Regions from separate parts of the Salmo salar genome. Here region 1 is linked to region 2. Evidence: chromatin contacts called from public Hi-C data. All regions are on one chromosome and are shown on one strand. Each heading gives the region's core, a stretch centred on a gene start, on an enhancer-like site or on the middle of the called end of the contact. The rest is flanking DNA. Distances are from core to core; before and after follow the strand shown.

Region 1 (2,700 bases), core at 119-2,618, 82 kb after region 2:
GGTTGTTGTCTTTTGAGGAGCATGCCTACATTTATTATCTGGAGTTGATATTTAAATGGGTTTAATCCAAATGTCAGCAAATGTCATTGATTCAAAATGTTAACATATTGCTACATCCAAAATGTCCATATAGGCCCTTGGGAGACCCGAAGAAACAAGTGTTCCTTTATTGATGATTAACAACAGGTTCCTTTATTGATGATTTGACTAGAGAGCAAAGATACGTACAGCAGGGGATGTCAGGGACGTGCAACACTTGTGAAAAGACACAACAGCCTCAAATCAGACCGGAGCGGAGCATTGTGCTATCTAGTGGGAATTACAGGTCATGTTATATCAGGGTGATAGTGTCCTTCCTCTCGTTCGCACTAGCCTGCTGATAAAGGTGTAAGCAAAACATTGTGCTGCCCTATCACTGTTGTTCCCCCTCTTGGCGCCTGCTCTATCTTTTGGCGGGGAGGGGGTGGACTCCACAAGGTGTCAAAAGCTTTCCACAAGGTTGAAGGGATTATAGCTTTCACCTGGTCAGTCTGTCATGGAAAGAACAGGTGTCCTTAATGTTTTGTACACTCAGTGTATAAAGTGGGTAGTGGAATCAATAGTATGTATTAGAACAGCAGAGTTGACTGTGTGTGTGTGAGTAGTCCGTGCAAATCATCTCTAATGTGCAGATAGTCTCTAAGGTGCAGGTCTGTGTAGGGAGACAGCAGTCTGATGGCCTGGTGGAAGAAGCTACTCCGATACCGCTTGCCAGATGGTAACAGTGAACAGTCTGTGGCTCGGGTGACTGGAGTAGTGACTGATAAAGGGGACAGAGTGGAGAATGTGGTAGAGAGGAAGAGAGAGTCTTATTACGTGTGAGGAAGGTGAGATAAAGGTGACCTCCCTGACCTTGTCCGGACCTCAACTGTGGTCTGTTCAGAGGTGTCTCCTGGCTTGGCCCAGGCCGTGTGGGGTGCTGCTAGACTGACTGACTGACTAGGCTATATTTAGCAGGGGGCTGAGGCTGCATGTGGACAGCTGCTGGGCTCTTCAAATTCAAGACTCACCAGAACAGATGTATAAATATCCCCTTCCTTTCTGGATGGGCAGACCTAGTGGAACAGAGAGCTAGCTTATTGTGGCGTCACATTCCGCGCCCTAATTTCTCCTCATTGATCACTCTCCCCGAGGCTATGGTATCCCAATGGGCACCACTTGCTCCCCTTCTCTCTCTGTGAGTGCGGATAGATAGACTGCCAGACAGGCGGCGATGTGTGGGTTGTAGTCAGAGATGTATGGGAGTAGTTTTTTTACGAGGTCTCCATACTTCAGGAGTTTCAGCCACGTTCTGCTCCCATCCCCTCTACCCAAGCCCCCTGGGCACCAGTCCAGCAGCAGGTCCTCAGGGCCACTCTGGTGGCTCAGAAGGAGGGTTTCTCATCTGAAGGCCAGTGACTTCTGCCTTTTTTTTGTTGCCTTTTTAGGACATTTGGCCTTAGGCCCAGTCTGAGCTGGTTAGAGTGAGTCACGGTCCGTAATCAGTCATCTGATTCAGAGAAGGCTTTCTTTACAGCTGTAGTATAAGGTGGTTAGTTAGCCCTTCTTTTGACATCTATTGATGTGGTGGCTCAGTCCCCCAGATCATTTATTTATTCAGACCAACAAAAGCAATCATAGGAATCACTGAGCAAAGTACAGAGCACAAAGAAACGGTCCTGGTTTTACGTCATCAAACAATAAAACATGCAGCGGGTTTTTGGCATCAGCCGCTCGTGCACGTTTTACTATGTCGCGTGATACACAGTATACTGTTTAGGATATAGAATTGTCATGGCACTGTAAATTGCTCCGAATTGGGTTGGTAGTCTCTTGCTGATTCTGTTTTAAATCGGTGAGAAGTAGACCACATCTTTGGATGCCAAGTAAAAGCCACAGCGGTATGTTGATACACACTACAGATCTGTGGCAATGCGTCATGCTTTTCTATAGGACTCATACTTGATCTGTAAATTATTCAGCCAGCTTTACAATTCAAAACATTGCCAACAAAAGTCATTCCCCTCCCTCAAGGTCTCCCAAGGTACAGTTATTGAATTATTTATTCTCAAACCCCATGCAAGGTTGAAATATACAAAGGTATTTTCCAGTGGTGCTGACTGATAAATAATTAATGACAGGGGTCTCTAGCCATCAACGGTTTACTATTTCCTCTCCATTCTTTTCTCTTCTCCAGCACTCCAACTCCCGCCTTGGTTACCAAAGCAACGTCCAAGGTTCCACACAGTCCCAGGGATACTCGTCGTCATCCCAGCAGAGCTCACAGTACTCCCACCAATCACACCGCTACTGAGGCTCCGAGAACTGCTCTCCAAATCAACAGCAGGGGCCTCTCCCAAACTTAACCCTCGACCTCAAACAAACCTTAGCATAACCTCTTATCTCCCTCATCCTGATCAGACCTCATCACGTGTCAGATCATTCCAACAACGCAACAGTCACTTCTCTCCTCCTTCATGTCAGCCCTACTACACAGAGTGACCCTGGCCTCACTTCCACCCAATGCCCTCACACTTACCGGAGGGCACTGCAATATGAAGGCAAACTCAACATAGGAACCAAAAACAAACACTGCCTCGTAAGGGCATAGGACAGGATTTTCTATTATTATCATCAAGTGACAAAATCTGTTGATACTAGATTATAAGAAGGAAACACATC
Region 2 (2,700 bases), core at 26-2,525:
TTCTACTTTAGCGCCTGAGCAGTGTGGGTGCAATGATTGAATAACATGCATGTGCACATTTATTTTGCGACAGCACGCACGCATGTTGATTTTGTATCCCCACATCAGACACAATCAGGACACGCAGATTGAAATATCAAACTCTGAAACAATTATTTTTCATTTATGGACAGGTCGAAAAGCATTAAACATGTATGGCAATTTAGCTAACTAGCTTGCTGTTGATAGCAGATTTGTTCTGGGATATAAACATTGGGTTGTTATTTTACCTATAAATGCACAAGGTCCTCTACTCCGACAATTAATCCACAGATAAAACAGTAAACCGAATTCCTTTCTCATCATCTCTACTCCAGGCTTCTTTTTTTCTTTGGACTTTATGGCAGTTGGTAACCAACTTTACAGCATTACTACAACTGACCGGAGAGTGGACCTAAATTCATCTTTCAATCACCCACGTGGGTATATGCTCCTAAAAAACAATGAGGAGAGGCTGGATGAGCGGTTTGGTCAGCATGTAAGTTACATGTCGGATATAAAAATAAGTCAAGACAGGACTGATGGAAACAGAACATGTTGGTAAACTTTCCTACAGATGAAATACATTATGTTTTTAACAGGGTGGTGAAAGTGCAAGGTGATGAGCTTGATGCACCTTTCCAATAAATATTGATGGTCTAATTCTAATGACATGACCAGATACTTGGCTGCCGTTTTAACAAAAAATAACCTCGCCATGTCCGCACTGTATCTGCGAACCTTTGGCTAGAGTGCATGTGCCAATACCAGAGTGGGCACACTAGCTATTTAACGCAACATATGTGAGAAAAATCAGCGGAGTTGCAATTGCGATGCATTGTTATGTGCACTGCGTCATCACGCACAGCAGTTTATCCATAAATCAATGTAATTGAATTATCTCCGGCCGTAAAAATGCTTATCTTGTTTTTATGCGGATTTCAGTATAATCGCATGAAAATCTGTCGCCATTTGGATGGAAACCTAACTAGTTAGATTTATTAGGCAAGCTAGATAGCTAACGTTACATTGTTAGTTTCCTTGCAAGTGACTTCGTTAACTACATAAATACTCGAAAGTTATAGGTTAAGGGTAAAAACCACATTAAGCATGATATACTTTGGTTGGTAAAACACAACTTACATTACTCCTCCGTATTGTTTCATTTTGAGGGCTTCACTCGTGTGCTTGCTTCAAAATACTCCACGTGAATATTACAGCAACGGAAAATGTCGCGGTTAATTTTGCGTCACATCCGTCGTTCTGTACAGTGGATACATGTGCAGTACTCTCAGGTGGCCATTGGTTGACGATAGAGAGCTATAAACCCGTCGATAACTCAACGCCAGGGTAGAACGACTGTCCCCTTGCATTGAGGATTAAGTTGAAGGCCGACGGCGGTACTGCAGGCATTGTTTCCAGAAATCAGGATTTCCATTATAGTGAACGGGATTTTATTTGTATTAAACCAGGTATGCAAGTTGAGAACAAGTTCTCATTTACAACTGCGACCTAGCCCAGATAAAGCAATGCAGTGCGACACAAACAACATAGTTACACATGGGATAAACAAACGTACAGTCAATAACACAATAGAAAAGTCTATACAGTGTGTGCAAATGAAGTAAGATTAGGGAGGTAAGGCAATAAATGGGCCATAGTGGCGAAATAATTACGATTTAGCAATTAAACACTGGAGTGATTGATGTGCAGAAGATGAATGTGCAAGTAGATACTGGGGTGCACATGGCGATTTTCGAAGTCAATATTCGTGGATATTTTTTTTTAGAACACAATCATGGTACCATTAATTGTTTCTATTTTATGAGATGTGTTCTTGAACCGATTACTTTAACATCAGACTACGTTATAAGGAGAATTTAGTTGCTAATGGCAGCCTGCAGTACCTCGGTCACCCTCCAATTTGAGACACTCAGAGAGTGCAGCACTGAGCCTAGTGTAGCTCAAACTGCGCATGAAATGCTTCCAAAAACTCCAAGATGGCACACGCTGAAATGACACTCCCTGAGCAATCTCACAGGATACAATGGGGTAAAGTAATCGATTACTAAATTCATATTTTTTTTAAATTTATGCTCAAACCCAACACCAACCCAAACTCTCTGAACTTGTTTTCATTACGATTTATTTTAAATGTGTATCTTAAATACATTAATGAATGATAGTATATACAAAATACAGGACATATATATTAGTATATATAAAATACAGGACATATTTCCGAGATCTGAAAGGGCGAATTATATTAATGTAAATGCAAATAAAATGTAGATATTGTAGGTGCACATTTTAACCAATAGCTGTCCCCAGCAGACTTCCTTTGCTTGCAGCATAATCGCCTTGCTGAGACTGCCTATCCTCTTGAGCAGGGTTTCCCAAACTCGGTCCTGGGACCATGTTTTGGTTTTAGCAAACAATACATGTGTCGCGTTGGGCCTTGTTAAATTAATCGCTAAACATTTGAAGTTACATCTTGAATCATGACCAGTCATGCATCAGACCTGATCCTAACACTTGCGTTATTAATGCCATATATTTATGTGCAGGTTGGATATTCTACAGTTTTAGCTCAACGCAGTGGACTGGACTTACTGCTTTACTTCAGCTTATGCCCAATGCTGATTAAAAAAAAGTCATACAGAAGAATCATCTTTATTTATT

What was found. A called contact is a pair of places that touch in the nucleus more often than the background predicts.
Region 1: a Hi-C map of muscle shows a contact between it and region 2, with 10 times the contacts expected there. The contact joins the enhancer-like site here to the promoter of rpf2 in region 2. A contact is called at or near these places in 3 of 3 Hi-C or Micro-C datasets (blood, gill and muscle).

The regions. Positions count from the first base shown.
Region 1 is chrssa06:60,071,258-60,073,957 of Ssal_v3.1, forward strand. No RefSeq gene overlaps it. Among protein-coding and RNA genes, the nearest start is that of LOC106607744, 21 kb to the right of the region's middle. Within about 2 kb of position 1,369, at least 2 of the 13 cell types and tissues checked have an H3K27ac peak or open chromatin away from gene starts, as enhancers often do. A contact at or near this core is called in muscle, where this site is marked.
Region 2 is chrssa06:59,989,119-59,991,818 of Ssal_v3.1, forward strand. It overlaps rpf2 (ribosome production factor 2 homolog), which reads right to left and starts at 1,276. Exons shown (of 10, transcript XM_014205022.2): 1 at 1,162-1,276. The coding sequence starts at 1,184. It also overlaps a transcript of dcam not described here.